3 separate regions of the Mus musculus genome follow, and all the other regions are linked to region 3. Evidence: chromatin contacts called from public ChIA-PET and HiChIP or PLAC-seq data. All regions are on one chromosome and are shown on one strand. The core of a region is the stretch at or near the end of the contact, and the rest is flanking DNA. Distances in the headings are between cores, read along the strand shown.

Evidence for each region. ChIA-PET counts read pairs in DNA pulled down with a chosen protein or histone mark. HiChIP or PLAC-seq counts read pairs in DNA pulled down with a chosen protein or histone mark.
Region 1: a contact with region 3 is called in a BATF HiChIP or PLAC-seq map of CD8 T cells, with 7 read pairs. The contact joins the enhancer-like site here to the promoter of Akna in region 3. A contact is called at or near these places in 2 of 484 Hi-C or Micro-C datasets (Th1 cells and embryonic stem cells) and 2 of 115 datasets of contacts at active chromatin or transcription factors (CD8 T cells and embryonic stem cells).
Region 2: a contact with region 3 is called in an RNA polymerase II ChIA-PET map of effector CD8 T cells, with 6 read pairs. The contact joins the enhancer-like site here to the promoter of Akna in region 3. A contact is called at or near these places in 3 of 39 promoter capture datasets (cranial neural crest, embryonic stem cells and liver), 2 of 15 datasets of contacts at CTCF or cohesin (large pre-B cells and pro-B cells), 3 of 484 Hi-C or Micro-C datasets (female germline stem cell-derived STRA8 germ cells, liver and muscle stem cells), 3 of 115 datasets of contacts at active chromatin or transcription factors (effector CD8 T cells, memory CD8 T cells and microglia) and 5 of 9 other capture datasets (adipose tissue, embryonic stem cells, liver and 2 more).

Annotation. Positions count from the first base shown.
Region 1 is chr4:63,637,684-63,641,708 of GRCm38.p6, forward strand. Gm11482 (predicted gene 11482) reads left to right here. Exons shown (of 4, transcript NR_151544.1): 4 at 1,355-1,795. Among named protein-coding and RNA genes, the nearest start is that of Gm11482, 5.3 kb to the left of the region's middle. Within about 2 kb of position 2,343, at least 16 of the 459 cell types and tissues checked have an H3K27ac peak or open chromatin away from gene starts, as enhancers often do. A contact at or near this core is called in CD8 T cells and Th1 cells, where this site is marked.
Region 2 is chr4:63,593,292-63,597,352 of GRCm38.p6, forward strand. Gm11213 (predicted gene 11213) reads right to left here. Exons shown (of 2, transcript NM_001354647.1): 2 at 3,610-3,931. The coding sequence ends at 3,837. Among named protein-coding and RNA genes, the nearest start is that of Gm11213, 5.4 kb to the right of the region's middle. Within about 2 kb of position 1,715, at least 61 of the 459 cell types and tissues checked have an H3K27ac peak or open chromatin away from gene starts, as enhancers often do. A contact at or near this core is called in adipose tissue, effector CD8 T cells, memory CD8 T cells and 1 more, where this site is marked.
Region 3 is chr4:63,401,675-63,405,901 of GRCm38.p6, forward strand. Akna (AT-hook transcription factor) reads right to left here and starts at 1,771. Exons shown (of 22, transcript NM_001045514.3): 1 at 1,545-1,771. Gm52742 (a long non-coding RNA gene) reads left to right here. Exons shown (of 3, transcript XR_003955424.1): 3 at 1-452.

The DNA.
Region 1 (4,025 bases), core at 1,093-3,592, 240 kb after region 3:
TGGCTAGAAGGACATTCCATGAGGCCTGGACTTCAGAGTCACTGTGATTTGTTCTTATTCAAGAGGAGAGATAAATACTTTGTTTGAAAAGGAAAAATTTCTGAGCTGTAAGTCAAGTGAGCATAATACATATATTGGGTGTTCTCTTTCCTCAGAGAACTGTAAGGTTTTCTAAGATGTTTAAAAGGCCCCAATTAGACTGTGCAAAGGTTTCTGATCCATGTGCCATTTACCTATGAGCTATGTAATTTCATGGTGGTAAATTAAAGTATAATTTCTCTCCCAGATTCAATAGTTGTGATTTTTAGATAAAGAGAGAGCCATAGACCTAGGATTTTGCTGGAAGATTCTGCCTTGTTTTGACATATGTTAGGTGGAAGACACCAGCACTCTTACACTGGGAAGCCCTGTGATACTGTTCAAGTACTCAGGAAACATGCCAGATCATTGCAGAGTGCAGAGGCTTTAAAGCCTTTTTGAAGGCTGCAATTTGACTCTGAGCAAGCAAAGGTTTCTTCCTTCTTCATAAATCACATGTATGGACTGTATAATTTAATGGCAGTAAACTAAGGCGAGTTGTTTGAAGATGCAACCACTCCCTTCCCAAATGTTTTGATCCTCAAAGCCTTTATAAGATGCTGTGGAAGCCTACACATTTGCCTTCAGATGAAGGGGGCTGTCACCTGGATGTATAAATAGGTATTTGTTCTGATGGTATTTAGCGAATGCTCAACTCCTTCAAACCCTTCACTCTGACTTCTAGAAGGGCCTTGTGAGACCATGTAGATGGTTCTCTTCTTTGGCCGTCTTGTACTTGTAGGGACACTGAGGCCACAAGAAGGGAATTTGCTCAAATTTTCCAAATTTGCTCAAAGTTTCCCAGCACACGTGGCAGAAACTTCTATTTCTGTCCCTTCCCAGCTTCTACTTCCATTTCTCCTACAGAAAAAGAACCTCTAGGTTTTAGTTAGAAAACATACAGCTATCTGGAACAAAGAATTGAACTCAGTCTTTTTTTTTTTTTTCCAGCAAAAGCAGCCACGAGACTGAACTCTAGCTAACCACAAATTAGAAACAGTGTCCTGGGTAGATTCTGCAAATAATCTTTTGTTCTTGTTGCCTTCTGGCTGGGATGTGGAGGTGATTCATTGCCTCAGTAATGACATGTAACTGTAAAAGTCCATTGTCTTATGGGCATGCTTGCTTCCCACTGTATCTGTGCTTGAGGTGGTTAGCTGGGCTTGATGGCATGTGTAAGAATTTGGCTCTCTGCTGGATGATGCAAAATTGCTGTGTATATATAGGTCACCAAAGGTGGCCTCCTGTGCCTCATCTGTCCCTTGTTTCTCTATAGGATAGCCCATGCTATAAGATGATATAAGAGGCCACAAGTGGAAAGTGGAAACATACAACGTGGGAAAACTCTGTTAATTACAGTCGAAGTCCATGTGACCGGATACCTTCTGGGCTTGGCGCACTTATGGGAAACTCCCTTTGTTAATGGGTTTTCTCCTTCTCTGACCTTGCGTGGGAAATTCTAAGCCCCCACATGAACTCTTCTCCCTAAGGATGCCATGTAGTCTCACTTAGTTTATAGGATCAATTCCCTTTCTCCTGATAAAACCCATTCAGCAATCGCCTAAGGTACCTGAAATGCTTCCCAAAGCTAATGAGGCATTCTAGGTACCCTCAGCCCCGAGCCAATGACCTTTGCTCACCCTTGATGTCCTTACCCTTATTCCCCCAAAACTTTATAAGCCTTCAATCACATTAAGTAAAGTTGATCTGCCTATTGACTGTGGGTCTCCGTGTAGTTTATGCACCATATGTACTGACAGGGCTTCTGGAACTCCCTGAGTGATGTCTCTACTTCCACTGCTCTTGTGGACTGTATCTACTGACAGTCCACAAAGTGGGGAGACCCACAATACAACTAACTTTTCTCGACTTCTTTATGTCATGTTGCCTAGTATCTTATTGGTCGAAGTCATGTGGCCAGGTTCCAAGACAGACCAGGCTAGGGAGACTTCCCTGTTACATGGCAAAAGCTTGGGTAAATGATGGGATGGGAATGGAGATCCAAATGGGTCCAATTTATTATATGTGGATGAGTGAATGGAGGGATAGACAGAAAGACAGCTGAAAGATAAAATTCTGCTCCTTGTGTCCAATAGAAGGGGTAAAGAGGCAGTTTCTGGTCTCTGGTGTGTCTAGGGCTCCTTATCTGGGCCCATCTTGGATTGGAGGTTGTCTTTGGCACCCAAGAGAGAGCTTAGAGCTGTGCTGTAGCCCCGGGCTGTGGGTTCTGTGGGTTATGACCTGCTTCTTTCCCAAGAGCCTTCACTTCTGAGTCATTGTGAAAACTTTCACACACCTTACCCTGTGACTGGCAAGAATGTACTTTAGAGATGAGAACCCTTCAGAGGCTTTGTGTTCATAGCATGTAAACAGTCATGCTGTTGCCTGCCTAGGCTGCCAAAGACATGTATGAAAGGCATGCCTCTGTTATGTAATATAAACAAATGATTACAGTATCAGCGATATGGGATTCTTCTAGGCAGCTCATAAGTCCTCTAGAACCTGATAGTAAGAGGGAAAGATGAAAAATGAGTTAATATTTTGGGGACTGCATGGATTTTTGAGCCTCCTCCCACTCTCTGCAGTAGTAAGGATTGGATCTAGAGCCTCACTCATGCATTGATCTAGCTTCAACCCTGATAATATATATCTTAAAGAAGATAATGTTTCTTTCTGTTAGTACATGTAAGAACTCAGTGTTCTGCTATATGTATTGAAAATCCTTTAATGTTAGTTGTTTCAAATGCCCCCCACACCCCCAACAGCACTCTAACATCTACAGACATCACAAGATGGCTGCACTGAGAGAAGTCAAACCTTGGAATGATGGCTGCTTGTGGAAATGAAAGGCTAACACTCTTCATGAGAAAATTGATAATGAACCACACTGTTGTGTATCAGTGCAAGAGTGAGTGCTAAGGGCAACCCAGATTTCTTCTAAGACGTACAAACAGTCTGTGTCTGTTTTGGTGATGTTAGCACTCACAGCCCCTTGGGACTTTTTCTTTCTGTGGCAGAAATAGGAGTGAATCTGGCAAGTGTCCAGATTCTTAAACACCAAACACATGCTTTTCTAGTATTCTTTGCTTAAATGCAAGTAGACCTTAATCCAGTTCCTTGTCATTTGCAGGGCTACAGGGAAGGGCACCAAAACATACCCATTTCCAAGGGCTGAACTCTGGAGGCCTGAGGTGGGTCTTTCTGATTCTTTTAGATTATTGTCCAATCCCAGTATGTCAGAGCATGGGTACTGGAAGGGAACATTGATTTGACTCCCTTCCTCTACGATGAGGTTTTTGGGGAGTGTCAAAGCCCAGAAGTCGGAAGAGACCACCCCACAGGGGTCTCAGAGGGCCTCCAGGAGCATAACCCCTCATTCCTGCACACAGAGTGTGATGACCCCCACCACCACACACAGCTCATGTCTCTTTAAGTGGAAGCTTGCCAGTGCCCAGATGCACTAGCTCAGAACTCTTTTTACATCCACTTTCAGAAGAGAGAAAAAAAGACGTTCTATAGTATTTGTCTGGGGGCTGTAGCTCTTACATTTTGTCATATGGCCTAACTTCCATAAGTTTAGTAACTAGATTCCCTGTCTGGGTCTCTTGTTTCCATCCCTTTACCCTGTTCCCACATGGCTTAAGCTGAGATCTATCAATACACCGCCAACATCCCTTGTGTGTGCACGTGGATTGAGAGTGATAAGGGAGTGAACACATCTCCTCTCGACACTGGCACACTGTGAAATAGAAGAGGTCCCTGGGAGCAGGTCAAATCCTTGTCTTTCAGAAGCTCAGATGGGTCTTGGAAGGGTTGGCCTAGAGGTTGCTCTTCTGTTGGTTGAGTGATGGGGATGTCAGGGTGAAGTGATGACTTCTGATGAAGAGACTTTCTGGAGCTGGGAATCTCCTCTTAATCTCTTTTCTCAAACTCTTGCCTGAGGAACG
Region 2 (4,061 bases), core at 465-2,964, 190 kb after region 3:
AATTTCTGGATTGTGGTTCATTCCAGATATAGTCAAGTTGACAACTGAGCTGGACATCACGCTTGATTCTAGTCTTGTATTTTTATGTGAACTGCTCTATTTCACCTGGGTTCCAGCCCTTCAGGAATTTTAGATGAAAACGTATGTGTGTGTGTGTGTGTGTGTGTGTGTGTGTGTGTGTGTGTGTGTGTGTATTGAAAGCCAGAACTCCACCAGTCATCGTCATTTACATCACCTACTCTGTGTGTATGTGTGAAAAGTTCTGCTAAGCTTTGCAGTTGAGTGGATTCTACTTAGGGTCTGGCAGGGGCTGCAATGGGAGCAACTCTCTGATCTCTTTAAACAGATGTACAAAACCCCCAACAGCTTTGTACAGAGCTGAGTGAGGAGGTTCGGTCAAGTTTAGGCTGCTTTCCCATAATCAGATAAACCAGGCTTCTCCGGCTTCCATGGATCTTTTTACTGTTATCTGAAAATCCAAAAAATATATAGCACTCACTCTGAGGGCCCCTTGACAGAGTCACAACATGAGCGCCTTTTCACAAGCCTTCTGTGGAGGGGCTTCTCAATTAAAGAAACAAGTTTCTTTGATGTTCAGAGCACCCACTGACTGTTGCAGGAAGCAAGTTGACAGAGTCTGTGGTGTGCTGGGGAAAGGAGGAAGACTGGCCTGGAAAATGGTACAGAATGCCTCTTTCCACTGGTTTGGTGAATCCAGGGCATCTATCATGAGAGCTGTAGAGGAAGAGGAAGCTGGCCCTCACTGAGGCCCAGAGGAGTGACTATATATCATAGCCAACTGCTAGTTCCCCCACAGGCCATGCACCCATGGCTTCCATTCCCTGGTATGTCTTCTAAATATCCCCTACATCCCTGCTTGTTTTGGATAAAGTGTTGCTACATACCCTAAACTGGTTTTTAAATCGCTTCCCTCCTGTGTCAGGAATACTGGGATTATAAGCCCACACCACCATTCCTGGCTCTCACATTTTGCCATTTCTCTTTCTTCCCTATCCTTATATCCCAGAATTAAATAATGTCTTGCCAACTTGACCCCCAACACTATGTGAACCTCTCTCTATTTTTCCTTCCCATGTGGTCTGAGTTAGAATGGGTCATCTGTACCCAAGAAACCTTGTGACCTGGGCTACTTCTCCAGCCTCATATGCTGCTGTCATCCCAGATCACGCCTGCGAGGTTTCCCCATCTGTTTGGGCAGCCTCTGGATTTATTTCTGTATTAGTTAGGTCTAATACCACAGTAGTTTGAATGTGGGGTCTTGTAGTGTTAATAACTGTCAGTGCTGGTAAGAGATGGCAGTAAGGAGGGAGTAGTGCTAGAAAGTTCTGTGAATTATGAGCAGCAGCTGGAGGGGCGGCCCCACCCAGGAGTGAGGGTCAGATCACAAACCTAGGATTGGGAGCCAGAGCCAGAGTTGTGATAGAGAAATTTATCAGCAGGATGCTTTAGAAACATGCCTTCTTGGCTACAACTACAGGAAGATTTTTTACCGGAGGAACTCCATTTGTAAGGGACACAAGGAGAAATGGTTGCTCAGTGTCTCCAGTCCCCATTTGCTGCCAAACCCTGACCTAATATGTCATCTAAGACGAAGGGCACTGAAAGCCAGAGAAGCTGCAAGAACCCACAGAGTTCCTTCCTATCTTTAGCTTCAGCTGTTGACAAAGCAAAGTTCATTGCACCAGCTGCCAACAAAAGAATTGTTAAAAATCCTCAGCCCTGATTTTGAAAGCAGGCAATGAACAGTTAGTCTGGGGACAAGAACAATGTCTGGATGCTATCCTCTCATTGATGAGGGGCAGTGTGACCAGAGGGGATTAAGAGCGTGGACCCTAGAGTCAGGCTCCCTGAGTCTGAGTCTCAGCCTGGCACTTCCTATTAGCAAACTTTAAGCTATAATTTACTCCTCTAGGACATTTTTCTAGGATGTAAAACCTGGGTAGTTTGCTTACCTTGTTGGCTTAGTGTACTGATTGAACTGCTATTCATAGAGCACTTAGAGGGGTTCCCAGCACAGGGGAAGCTGTAGCGGGGCTTTCCATGTTGTTTGCATGACGTCACTCAAACCTACCGTTCACACTGTAGACCGGCTTCCTGTGATTGTTAATCTTTACCCGCAATTTGGCGGATTTAGAGACACCAGGGAACCACACCTCAGGCCTGTTCAAATAAGGAGGGAAGACCCGCCCTGAAGGCGAGCAGCAGCATTCCAGGGCCTGGGGTCGTAGACTAAATACAAAGGTAAAAAGGAAGTGAGGAAAGCCCCATCCTTCACTCCATCCCCATCCTGTGACTGTAGTGTGGCTAGCTGCCTCATCCCGGTGCTGGTGTGATGTGGGCTATTATGTCAAGATAACCTCTTTCTGTTGCCCATGTCAGATGTTTTATTACAGCACTGAGAAACTCAATACAATTTTCAGCGTAGGTGTGAACACAGTTGTGACACAAACATCGCATCCCTTGATCTGCCTCTCAAAATGGGACAGACGCAGGGTGTGCGAATACAGGGTGCTGACTTCCTATTCATCTTTGTCGTCATCTGCTGGGCATTCGCCAAGCTTCATGTTGAAGTCCTAACTCTGTTAGTGACATGGGAGTTGGGGGCCCTTTGAGAAGGGATTAGGATTATAAAAGCTTGAGACTCCTGCCCCTTCTACCATGTGACACAGTAAGAAGGAGCCTAGTATAACATGGCGCACCCCCATCAGCCACTGTGTCTGGTGGTGCCTAATCTCACACTTCCAACCTGAGGATTGTGAGCAGACCGCATGTTCCTGTTGCATATACGCCCTCCCTTTATGATATACTATCACAAAAGACTGAAGGCACAGAGTGACTCAGTATTGTAAAAACCATCCACCTAGCTGTGCCACTCCGCAGCTGTGGCCCCTCATCACCTTCCGGGCATTCTTGGACACAAAGCTTTTGTTGCCTGGCTATTTCTCCTGTCACCACACCCTGGTGCAGACTTTTCCTTGAGTCTGTACAGACTTTGAAGCCTGTGACCCTTGTACCTTCCCCAGGTCTGTTCCCCAGATTTTCTGATTTTGTTCCTTCTTCTTGGATTGCCCAGTTCCCTTTCAATGTTCAGAGACTTCAAGTATTGACTCCTCCGGGAAGCCTCCACTGAGCCCCGAAGTCTGGACTGAAATGGTTTTTCTTCCTGTGCTTCCAGAGTTACCCTATTGTGTCAGAGTGCTAGGCTTCTGCTTGAGATGGAAGCCACTGAGGTGGGGGGGGGGTCTCCTGCATTTGACAGTGTTCTAGCCCAGATGCACTGTGCAAGTGCTGGGGCAGCCGATGACAGGGCTCTCCATGATCAACACCACTGTTCAATGTGGTCTTTAGCATAGATGGGTCTCACAGTATGTGAGCAGAATCATGCCCTCTGGCTTGAGATGTTAACGGTGGTATCCATCTGTACAGCCCTGCCCAACTACATTGCTCTCCTGGGTTCTTAAGTGGAACTTAAATGTTGTAGAATGGTAAAACTATCTCTCTTACAAGAGATGACAGGTCGAACTTATTCCACATCTATGGGCCTCTAGGAAGTAGGCTGAGAAGTGGGCAAAGAGGAGAGACACATACTCTGATGCAAACAAGGACTTTAATTGCAGGCAGCACTCCCTCCGTGGCTGTCAGGAGCTGGTGTGACTCACGCTTGGTGGCACAGGGATGGCTCAGACCTCTTCCCTCCTTGCGGTGGAGTTTCGGAATCGGTCTTCATGACTCCTGTCCACTGCCTTCTTCATCCTCATGGAGACCCTCCAGCAGCTGTGCAGCTCAGATATCCTGGTCTGCTGCCTCTAGAACCCTCAGGGTCTCTGAAGGCTAAATAGCGAACAGTGTTCTGGGGAGATGAATGAGTATCTCCTTTGAATAGCCCTTTGATGAGCATTTACGTTCATATCTGAAAGAATGGAGGAGAAAACAGCTGGGATAGGGCTTTTATTACAGATAAAAAGTCTAGTCATACCCTACCTGATGGTTCGTGGCTCTAAAAACCAGGGCTGGAGACATAGCTTAGTCAGTAGAGTGCT
Region 3 (4,227 bases), core at 521-3,020:
ACCAAATGAACTTGGAGGTTCTCAGCCCCTAGGATACAGAAACACACATGCTTGCCAAGATCCCACCCTCCGTGGAGGACGCAATCCAGAAAAACCACTGAAGAAGGAAGTTTGGTGACAGCTTTAACAGACCAAGCACATCTAGGGGAGAAAGAGGAAGGGGAATCGGGACAGAGGAACAGCACAGACAAAAACACAGAGGTCTGAAAATACAAGCTGAACTTCAAGGATGGCTCAGGGCCTGGCCCCTGAGTGCCACAGGCAGGCAGGGAAGTCTGGACAGCCGTCAGGGTAGCAGTGGAAGCTGGGGATTCGAATTATGATGTCCTGACCCAGGAGGGCCAGCCCCTCTATAACTAGGTCCTGCTAATGGTTGGGCCATTGAGCTAAAGGTCCCCACCTGCCCCCAGAGAAACTGCACCCCACCCTCCCCAAAAAAACACCAAACACTGCTTTCTCTATGTCCTTGCTTCTTATCACCTAACACCTGTACAGAACTGATCTCCATGTTGTCACACCCTCCAGGGATTCTATTTAGCAACTAGCTAGGCAATGCCCTGTTCCCCACACACTGCTTCATACAGCTCTCTCTCTCTCGAGCGCGCGCGTGCGTGCGTGCATGTGTGTGTGTGTGTGTGTGTGTGTGTGTGTGTGTGTGTGTGTGTGTGCGTGCGTGTGCGTGTGTGTCCAGGATGATCCTCCCCCACTGAAGCTTCAACCTTCAGCAGCCCTGGCATTCAGAATCTCCATGCTACCCAGCTAGAGAGAGCCAGGACATCCCCACCTTAACCTCATCCCGATGAGGAAACAGAGGCACCCACCTAATGAGAACAACCAGGAAGTTTAGAACACTGTGACTATTAAACCAAGGCCAGGAGATGTATAGGAGGCAGGAGGATGGCAGGGGAAAGACCTCCTTACCAAGCTGCTGGACCCTTTTGAAGGGCTGGGCTGTGGGGCTCCAAAGCAAGTTTGGATCCGTGGCAGGGCATAGACCTGTTCACAGGAGTGGCCTTTGGCCTGCGGCAAGTGGAGATACCCATGACGGATGTCCCCGGACTGTCCCTTGGCTCACCCAAAGAGCCTGGGAGGAACTAACAAGGGGCCAGGCTATTACTGACTCTCATCTTGTCCTACTGTAGCTCTAAGCTGGCTTCCTGGCCCCCACTTTGTCCCTGCCCTTATTTGGGTAGGAGGGTGTCATCTCCTGGCCTGTTCCTCACTTCCGAACATCTCGAGACCCTCAGTAACCCAAGCACTAACTGGCCTTGAGATGAGCCCACCCCGGGGGACAGAGAGGGACCAACACGGGTCCAAGTTCACCAAGGGAACCAAATTGGATCTGGAACTGGAAACTAGCATCTTGGGGTCCACTCTTTCGTGGGGGCCGGACTCCCAGAACTGGACAGGAGTGGCAGCAGCTGCGTAGCTGTGATTTCCTGGCTGGGCTGGGCTGCCTGCCAGGGTTGTCCAGAGTCTATGACTGGCCCATCCAGAGGGAAGGCGGCCTTCCCTCTGGCCCTCCTCCTGGCTCAGCTCCTTACCTCACTAGTACTACACCACCATCCTGCCGGCCTGGGCTCAGGGGAGCTGCCCACAAGGTCTTTGTTTCAAACCTGGGGAGCCCCCTGCCTCCACAGCAGCCTGGAACGCCTCCAGACTGCTCTGCCAGCCAGAACGGCCTCAGCTCACAGACAAGCATCCCTCCCCACTTCTCCCCGCCCCTGCAGCTGAGGCCTTGCCTTGCCTCCTCCTCCTTGCAGGAAGCGCCCAGCCTGATTTCCTACAAGTGTTTGTGAAAAGGAGGGGGGGTTACTCTGCGGAGCTGGCGCCAAGAGCTTAACCCTTTGCTGGGCAAGTGTGGGGCTGCATTGATGGGAAGAGAACTTCTGAGGCCTTGAGTTTGAGACCACCTCAGTTGCAACCACAACCGTGCTTGTACGAGCAGGAAGTCCAGAGAAGGCTTGGCTAAAGTCACATTGCATGCCGGTCCCAGGAAGAGGAGCCTGCAGTTCCTCCACTCCCACCCCAAAATTGGTCTCTTCCATCACCGAAGACTTTATCAAAGCCTCTCCCACTGTGTAGGTCTCATTGCCCATCCTCACAGGAGGGAAAGGGGAACCTCAGCCTTGGCGCTTGCTCCTGTCTGTCCAGCTTTAACTTCGTCTACTAACACAAGTCTCATCATCTCAGGGCAGACTTAGGGATTTCTGCCCTTCCACTTACTGTCCATGCCTAGAGATAAGATGAGCCTGCACTGGAATTGTCTAGGTAAGAAGGAAGAACTAGAGGATCAGGTGAACATCTCCTCTTGTAGCTTCTCCCTCAGAGGCCCCAGAGATGAAGGAACAGAATTATCTTCATGGCCAACCTGTGGCTCCTCAGGTCCCTTCACCTCTGTGAGAGGTGTAGCCATCTGAAGAAGCAGGGTGGGACACAGACACATCACACCTGGCCCTTCACTCTATAGTGAAGTGTGTAAGATGTCAGGTGTGCCTGAGGCAGAGTATGAGACAGGCTGGTGACCAACGTCTCCTGCTGCTTTGGTATCTCTGAGGCTGAGGACTCGCAGATCCTAGGGAAACACCCGAGGTTTCAGGTCTCAGATGCTGGACCTGCCCTGGCTGAAGACAGGGGCCTGAGAGTAACAAGCTGAGTGGGGGTGAGGCAGGACTATCAGGAAGGTCTGGGTGGGGAGGCCACAGTCACACAAGCGGCCGGAAGGACAGAGAGGCAGAAGCAAGCCGCAAGCATGACTGATGAGAATGTTCTAGAAAGGCAGCTGCAGAGACCTGAGAGAAGCAGGAGGCCCTTGAAGACAACAGGATATGATGTGAGAGGACTCAGGGGCCGGGGCAGGAGGTACAGAATCTGACCTTCAGGATCCAGGCTGACGGGGCAGGCAGGAGGAGGCAGGAGCCAGGTAGAAGGAAGATGCTGCAGGAGCCCTAAGTCCGCTCCTGGCTCTCTACTCTGCCCCTGCTGACCCAGAGAGTCAGGAAACAGAAGAGACATGAGGTCAACCCTCTGCCATCCAGAAAGCCCTGGGGGGGGAGGGGGGACCTCAAGGGAGCAGCCAGGCTGGGGACCACCCAAGAGTGATGGAGAGAATCTTAGAGTCCATAGGCCAGGGAGTTCAATGCCAGCATGCCAGCCTCACCTCCTGCTGGCACTGTGACCTCAGTGGCTAGAGCCATGGTTTTCCTTTCTGTGGAACAGGGCTAACCAGAGTGGCCACTGCCCTGGAGAGGCTGCTGTCAATTCCATGACAGACGGCCTGCCCAGTGTGCAGTAAGGGACCTTAGGACCTATGTCATCACCATAGTTTCTGCCCCCGGGTCTCCTTAGGTGGGAGAGTCTGGTCTCCTCCAAGGGCTTGTGACTGATGGGTGAATGGAATGAATGAATGCTCTTGAGGGCCAGCTGCCAGGATCTGGCTAAGTCTGAGCTAGCACCAAGCACTTTCAACCGAGTAACCTCTCAACTCCTATCTCCCAGGCCCTGCCTTGTACACACATCTGGGGGCTGGGGCTCCCTTTGCAGTCCCCCGGCGACTATGGAACAGAGCCAAATCTTATCAAGACCCTGTCTACTGCTCTGGCGACCATGTGGCCCATTGTGTGGGTGGCAGGCTCCCCTGACATCCTGTCACTCACCCGCTCACCCTCCCTGATCATTAACCCATCAACACCAGGTGGCTGCCGCAGCTGGCACACCCTCAGCCTTGTTGAAAGACAGCAGCCAGTATTTACTGTCCTTCACCCCGACACTGGGCCTTTTCCTCCCCCAGCCCCCTTATCCTTCCCCTTGCCCACATGGTATTCCTTTCTGGAATACTATCCCTCAAGTTTACCCATCCAAAGCTACAGACAAACTGAGCCTGGGCACAGTAGCTTTCTCCCAGCTCCTGTCCCCAGCCGGGCCCATCCTTTATTTGGGGTCTCAAGCCAAACTGGGTGGTCCACCTGGCCACTCCCTTCATCATTTAATTCCTCTACCATTGAGTCCCGTTTGCTGAATTTCCTAAACCTCACCAAACTCTAGCCCTGTCTGTCCTCACATATCTTTCATAATCTTTCTGCTCTGGAGAAAACACCCCAGCCCACAACAGCCTCATGGGATTTTCTCAAACAGCTTTCAAACCCAGCCGGACACAGGTTTGCCACTTGGGGTGCTCTGGACCCAGCACTAGGACAAACAGAGGCTGCAGCCTGGCCCTGCTCCACC